Linked DNA regions of Macaca mulatta: region 1 is linked to region 2. The links are chromatin contacts, called in public Hi-C maps. All regions are on one chromosome and are shown on one strand. Each heading gives the region's core, a stretch centred on a gene start, on an enhancer-like site or on the middle of the called end of the contact. The rest is flanking DNA. Distances are from core to core; before and after follow the strand shown. Region 1 holds the start of PSMF1 (proteasome inhibitor subunit 1). Region 2 holds the start of NSFL1C (NSFL1 cofactor).

Region 1 (3,705 bases), core at 417-2,916, 340 kb before region 2:
GGAATGCAAAGGCCTAAACAGAACACATGAAAGAGGGAAAGTGGTTGGGAAGCTAGATGCTGGAGGATCAGACCAGGGTGGAAGCAGTGAAGGTGATGGGAAGTGGTCAGATTCATAATATATTTTGAGAGTGGAGTCAACTAGCTTTGCTGTTGGACCAGATGTAGCTGTGAGAGAAGGGGAGCCAAGGTCATTGCAGGTATAAAGGGGATGGGAGGACAGTTGAAGGAGATTGAATCAGAGAGGTACAGGACTGGCAGGGCTGGGGCAGGAGGTGGCAGACCACATGCAGGTTCCTGCAGACCACGGGGAGGACTTTACTTTTCCATTGAGCGTGATGGGAACCCTGTGAGATTTTGAGCCGAGGGATGTGATCTGACTTGTTTTCTTTTTTCTTTTTGTTTCTTTTTTGAGACGGAGTATCGCTCTGTTGCCCAGGCTGAAGTGCAATGGTGAGATCTTGGCTCATCGCAACCTGCACCTCCCGGGTTCCATCGATTCTCACGCCTCAGCCTCCTAAGTACCGGGGACTAAAGGCGTGCGCCACCACGCCCAGCTAATTTTTGTATTTTTAGTAGAGACAGGGTTTCACCATGTTGGCCAGGCTGGTCTCAAACTCCTGACCTCAAGTGATCCACCTGCCTCGGCCTCCCAACGTGATGGGATTACAGGCGTGAGCCGCCACACCCGGCGGATCTGACCTGTTTTCTAACAGAATCTCTCTGGTTGCGAAGTGCAGTACAGAGAGAGACAGGAATGGAATGGGGCAGTTCCGAGGCTGATGCCAGGCGTCCAACTGAAAGATGACAGGAGCTTGGACCAGGTTGGTGACTGGGATGGGGAAACTAAATTTATTTGGGTAAAAACAATAAGTGGATTTCATGAAACTTGTTGACGTAATGGGTGGTAAAAATCATAAAGGGGGTAGTCAAACAAATGATTGAAATTTGGTAATGGGTCAGGAGCTTCAGCTCTGCCGGCAGCAGTTGTGTCTTCTTGGAAAAATGGTTTCAACTCTCAGCCGTTTTGTCATCTGCAAAATGGGGATAATAATGGTACATCATAGAGTTGTTGAGAAGGTGATGTAAAGGTTTTAGTACAGGATGTAGCACACAATAAACACTTAATAAATGTTATCTTAGAAGCCAGACTGCTAGGTTCCTGTAACCATCTCAGCCATTCACCGGCTGGCTGTTGTCACCTTGGTCAAATTAGCCCTCTGTGCCTCAGTTTCCTCATCTGTGCAATGAGGCACATTAATCGTTAATATCAACTGCATAGAGTTGGGTTGTGAAGATTAAATAAATGAATACAAGTAAAGCATTCAGAATAATGTGGCCGGTAGTAAGCACTGCGTACGTATTAACGATTATTAAGAATGTATTTTAGCCACATTTCCCAGCCCCTTCCCCGGCCTAGCATAACCCATTTTGTGCATGGGAAGTCTGGCTTTCAGCAAGGTGGCCTCTTGGAGGGCGCTGTGCTTGCGTGAAGCGATCCTGTCGGCCGCGGCGAAGACCCAGGTTCCGGCTTTGAGGGGTCTCGCCCCGCGCGGTCCCTGGCGGAACCTTTTAGTTCTGCGCTCGCGTTGCCAGCCCGGCGCGCCTCACGCAGTTGCGCCCGCTCCTGGGGCTACTTCCGGCGGCCCCGCCCCGCCCCGCCCCCGGGCGTCTCCATCTTGGTCTCAGGTGTAGGCTCTGCCAGAGCTAGCGCAGGAGTGAAGCGGAGTTATAGCTACCTCGGCCGCGGAGCTGGCTCACTGCACTACCCCCTCCCCCTTCTCTCCTCCAGACGCCGAAGTCGCTGGCGCTCATGGCGGGCCTGGAGGTACTGTTCGCATCGGCAGCGCCGGCCATCACCTGCACGCAGGACGCGCTCGTCTGCTTCTTGCATTGGGAAATGGTGACACACGGCTACTACGGCTTGGGTGTCGGTGACCAGGTACGCCACGGAGCCGGCCAGGGTGGAGGAGGGAACTGTCTTCTGTCCAAACTCAGAGGCCCGGAGGCCTGGTCCAGAGCGCCCGATTTCCCCGCCTTTCCCAATGCAGGGCCTGGGGCACATGACAGCGTTGGTAAAACCTGCGGGTCGGAGGTTGCTCACCTGCTCCAACCCAGCCCAGAGTCCCTCACAGCACAGCTGGCACAACATGATTTGTAAACTCAAGGGCAGAAACTCGCTTCAACACAGCCTGGCAGCCTCTCAGGCCAGGACTGTGTGGACCTAGCATTCCATAGAATGGAAAAGAATCCAGACAGGAGTTTAGCTCCCCAGAGCACTCCTCACCCACCTAATCTCCTCTGAATTCCTTCCCACCCAGCCTCGGGGTGAGGGGACTGACTCAGTTCCCCCCTCATACCACACTAGAGCCTCCACCAAACATCTGGATCCAAGCACAGGTACGGGAGTGAGCTTTGACCTACTCAGCCCCAGGCCACGGCCCTTTTTTCACCCCTTAGCATGGGCCCAGAGAGTTCACATGCCTTTCACGCTTTACTGAAGGGCCCAGCGTAGTCCACTCGCTACTGCCATCCCCAACTCAAGCTCTAGGAAACAGTCCCCCCTAGAATCGTATACACATACAGCCTGGATGTGAGAGTCATATGAGATTTTCTCCTCATAGCTGTCCCCATAGGGCCAGCCCCCTCCACTCCCATCCCCAGGCTCCACCTCTTACACCTAGGGACGTTGTTGTCATCCCCACCGAGTTCCAGGACCGCTGGGCCCAACCCACCTCACTAATTCTTTGCTCTAGCATTCTTCTGTCTTTGCTGTCTCTTCCCTGTGACCCTCATCCCCACATCCACATCATCCTAGACATCTGCTTGCTGGGACAACTGGGCCTGCCTCCATGCGTGCCCCTCACTGTCACTGTTCTCTCACTCTCAGAACCAAGACCAGCCATGGGAAACAGATCACCCCATCACCCTTCCTCTCCTTTTTGACTGCTTCAGCCCTCAACTCCTCTAATCATTTTTTTTAGCTTCTCAAATAGAGTCTTAATTCTCCTCTCCTGACACAGCTTTAGGGACCCGTCTTCAAACTTGTTTTGTACATTCTGAGCACTTAGGCAAGTATCCCCTTTCCCCTCCCCCTCACTGCTGTCCCTATTCCTCTCTGTCTCTTAGAACTAAAGACCAAGACCACGATACCCCTCTCACACTTTACCTCCTTCAGCAGGAACCAGAGCCTAAGAACTGTCAGGGATTTCTGGCTCTTCCCCTGCCCGCCCCCGACCTCAGTTATCTCACTGGGACCCCAGGTACACACTCAGGATCCCCATTCCCACCTCCAAACTCACACATACTTCATCTCTCAAATGGGCTCTATGACTGGAGATGAGGATGGAAAAGAACAGCCAGCCTTTCACACACACACACCTGGAAGCAGGAACCATTTCACCTTCCCAAACACATCTGTCCCTGTCCTTTCTCTTTGTGCTGCCCTTCATTCCACATACCTTCCAAATGCCTTTCAGCATTTCAGACCTTAGTACCAGGTAGAGACACATTTCAGTGTCAGGCTCCTGTTTCAGTGCATAGTCCCCCTAACAGAAATCTTGTCTCCCCACTTGTCCTACTCCAGCTTTTTAATCTTGAGCAGCTCTTCACTTGCCCCAGTCATTTTATTTCAGCTTTTCGTAGATTCTTCAAAGAAACTGATATCTGGGATGGTGCAGGGGACAGTGGGGCTGAGAAGAGGAGT
Region 2 (3,999 bases), core at 540-3,039:
ACATCTCGCTCACCAACTCAACAGACAGGCATTTACTAATCACTTGCTTTGCACAAACACAAGAAAGCACTGAGGTCACAGAGATGAAACAGACATCGCTCCTGTCCTCAGGGTCACCAACTTTACAGGAGACAGTGAGCTGTCACGGGATAAAAGTAATCTGCTGGGAGGCAGTGTGCTGTCTCAGGACATGTAGTGAACTGGCATTCTCAGGGAGCCTACCTTCAAGTCCTGTTCCTGCCAGGCAAGTCACATGCATGAGTCTCAGTTTCCCCACTACAATGTGAGGGGAACGAGACAGAAGATCTGTTGGTCACAACACTGTGTGCTTTTATGTCTTTCAGGTAGAAACTTTTTATTTCTGCCCAGCACAGAGGCTTCCCATTGTGTCTAGGTGTGATCTAGGTGTGATGCTTTACCTAATTCTTATGTTTGGGAAGCAATTTACGTTTGGCAGCAGACCCAGTTCAAATTCCAACCCCACTACTTACTGGCTATGTGACCTTGAGAAAATTCTTTCCCCTCTGTGCTTCCAATTCCTCATCCATAAAATGGGTCTAGTCTTTACCTCACAGTGTTGCTAGGATTAAACGAATCATATTACGTAAAGTGCTTGGCACATGGTGGTTTAAAGCCTGGGCTCTGTCTGCTTGGAATCATACAGAACTGAGTTCCACTTCTACTTCTTCTGCCTGGTAGCTAGTGAGGCCTTGAGCAAGTTACTTAACCTCTTTAACCTCAGTGGCAAAATGCGAAGGTTAAATGACAAAAGACATGTAAAGCAGTTAGAACAGCGCCTGGCTCATAGTAAGTACTCAATAAATATTAGTCATCATCATTATCATCTACCTAAGACGAGGCTGGCCAAGAATATTTATGCAATTCTTTCTACAGTTAATTACCGAGTGCTTACTATGTGCCAGGCATTGTTCTAGGCACTGGGAATTCATCAGTGTACAAAAATCCCTGCCTCGTGAAGCGTAAGTCTTCTCAGCGAGTATTTAGTTTATACTTAGTACGTGCCAATGAACTACACAGTAATTTCCACGAGACTCCCATTTTACAGATAAGTTAACTACGAAAGGTGAAGACGCTCCAACCTTGCGCCACCACCCCAGAGGTATTCTCCCAGCAATTAGGAAGGCGGGGCGGGGTTCAGCTCCCGGGCTGGACTTCGGAAGTAGAAATGAGCGGCCACCTAGTCCAGAGTGGGGCTTCACCCAAGAGCTGCTCACTCGGACCAGCTTGGCCTTCGGCAGACATTCGGCGTGGCAGCCACGCCCCCAGGCGCTCCCTCTCCTCGCCGGCTGCTGCAGTGCCGGAAGTGTCGCTGACGCCGCAAGCGGGAGAGGCAGCGTGAAACTGGCACGGCAGAACTGGCTGGGGCTGGCCCGCGTTCCCCCACTCCCAAGCCGAGCAGGCGACGCGTGACAAGCGGTCCCGGGACCATGAGGCCTGGGTCGGGCCGCGGTAGAGCGGGGATGACTGTGCGCTTCGGCCGCCGCGGGCTTAAGGCACCAGGCGCCCGTTCCCAGCGGTCCCCGGCCCACCCGACACAGCCCGCCTCGCGGCGCTACCTGCAAGTCCCAGCCGGCCGACTCCAGAAAGAAGCGGGCCCGCTCCTCCTCGGCGCCCGTCACCGCCACGAACTCCCTCAGCGCCTCCTGTCGCTCCGCCGCCATCTTCGACCAGTGCGCTTCCCAAAGCGCTCCGGCGGCCGCCGCGCAGCCCAAGCCCAGCTGCCGCGTTCCGCTTGCCGGTCGACGAAGCCCAGCTGGTGGGAGCCCGCCCGCAGCCCCGCCCCACGTGGTGCCCCACGCAAAGCGCTCCGTGCGGGAAACCCCGCCGCTCCGCGCCCTCTGGCGACTGCAGCGCGAACCGCAGCCTAACGGCGTGGGTGGGAGCCCGAAGGATGAGAGGCGGGGCGGGTCTTACATACACCTGTGGGCTGAAGGATCCCTGCAGGAGTCAGATTCCCAGTTATTCATTGACGCAGCCCTCATTTCATTAATTTATGCATTCGTTCATTCACTTACTTGTCAAGCATTTACTGAGAGCTATCAATGGCCCGATGTTTTTCTAGGGCTGTGGATATGGCAGGGAGCAAAACAAAGTCCCTGCTCCCTTGCTTCTTACACTCTGGGGGTAAAAATTCAGACCTTGAACAGGCTAGGCCTCCGCTCACAACACGTCCATGCCTCGCTATCTCGCCCCGCATGAAAGACTGTCTCAGGGCCTGCCTGCAGGACCCATGAGAAATGGGCCAGTTCCTCCATCTCATCTAGGGATCCGCTAGCTTCCTTTGCTCCAGGCGCCTTGCCCTCCTTGCTGTTCCTGGAACTTGCCAGGTATGGTGCATTTGCCTCAGGGCCGTTGCATTAGCTGCTTCTGTGCCTGGAGCACCTTTCCCTTACCGATGGGCAAGGCGCTCTCTCCGCTTTCTTTGGGGCTCTGCTCCAAGGCCACCTTCTCAGGAACAAACCTGTCTTCTGGGTCCTCAGCTTCTTTGCCATCTTGCCTCTTGCTTCTTGCCACTGTTAGGTACAGTAAGTTCCTCTCCAAAGAGTGGGCTTGTTCAGCTTACTTGTTCTTTGTTCTCTATTTTCAAAGCCTAATTTCCTCGTTCTTTGTACCTCCTTACCCCTAGTTAGGGTAAACAACCTTCCCGCGGGTCCTAATCTATAACCCACATCTGTTCCCTTGGATACCCTCGCTACAATTGCCAGTGCTATGGAAACTCTTCTTCCCGCCGAAACCGGTTGCCCTACCACTGTAGCCCACGTTTCTGCTCCATTTGAACTAGCCAATAGGGATTAGCTTAGATTGTGCAGTCCAGCCCCAGCCAATGGGAACAGGACACAGAAGCAGGGACTAACCGCATTAGGGATAAAAACCCCTTCTCTCTTTTGTTCGGTGTGCCTTCTTGTAGACCAGATGTGCGAGTGGCATCCTTCTGCAGAAGTGAATTGGCTTTGCTGAGAAATCTTTTACTTGAGTGCTCGTTTTCCTTGCGACTTCGAGCTTTAATTTCCAACACCACCATGGGACACTCTTCCCTTCCTCTTCCTCTGTCGGCCCCTGCTCATTCTTCAGCTCTCAGTTCAGGTGTCCCTTTCTCAAGGGGACCTTGAGAAGGTCCCCAGGCTTAGTCAAAACCCCTCTTAATCAGGTTATGAACAGCACAAAATCCAGTCTTCCTTCAATTGACACAGTAGTTGCTTTCCTGGAAAATGTGGTGTCTTATTAACACTGTTCAAGAAATCCTTTAAGTTTATATGACAAACGAGTTAGGGTTTGGGTTAGGTTGTTAGGAGCGTGGTTGCAGCACACTAGGCCCTGGCAGGAGGCATGGGAGGAGGGTCCTTTCTTTGTGGTGTGAGACTCTCCTTTCTATTGCAAGGCCACCCAGCCCCAGCCCCGGTCCCTAGGCCTTACTCCTTTCATCACTGTGTCAACCCGAAATGCACCCCAAGTTTCCAGGAAATCCAAGAAGCTAGAGGCTCACTCTGGACCTCACGATTGGCAACCAGCAAGGTCTTTCTACCTTGGAAACTGACAATGACTTACGCCAGCTTAAAGATCTGCAGGTGATCAGCTCCTCAAGGTCCAGTTCCCTGGCTGGTATTGGAGCCATTGAAACTCATTGTCGCCCCCCTCTTCATTGTTGTGCCATCAGGGAAAGCTCTTTGTTTGGTCAGAGGGTCCCTGATCCCTCCTCTAGAGGCCTTGAGGGCATCCTTTCCCATAACACCACTGTCGTGGGCATCCATGTGAAGAGACCACCAAACAGGCTTTGTGTGAGCAATAAAGCTTTTTAATCACCTGGGTGCAGGCGGGCTGAGTCCAAAAAGAGAGTCAGTGAAGGGAGATAAGGGTGGGGCCGTTTTACAGGATTTGGGTAGGCAAAGGAAAATTACAGTCAAAGGGGGGTTGTTCTCTGGTGGGCAGGAGTGGGGGTCACAAATTGCTCAGTGGGGGAGCTTTTTGAGCCAGGATGAG

The links. Hi-C and Micro-C count contacts between places; a contact is called where the count stands out from the background.
Region 1: a Hi-C map of fetal cortex germinal zone shows a contact between it and region 2, with 4 times the contacts expected there. The contact joins the promoter of PSMF1 here to the promoter of NSFL1C in region 2. A contact is called at or near these places in 2 of 14 Hi-C or Micro-C datasets (cortical neurons and fetal cortex germinal zone).

Annotation. Positions count from the first base shown.
Region 1 is chr10:83,017,077-83,020,781 of T2T-MMU8v2.0, reverse strand. It overlaps PSMF1 (proteasome inhibitor subunit 1), which reads left to right and starts at 1,666. Exons shown (of 7, transcript XM_001112708.5): 1 at 1,666-1,941. The coding sequence starts at 1,813.
Region 2 is chr10:82,677,077-82,681,075 of T2T-MMU8v2.0, reverse strand. NSFL1C (NSFL1 cofactor) reads right to left here and starts at 1,789. Exons shown (of 9, transcript NM_001266663.1): 1 at 1,578-1,789. The coding sequence starts at 1,682.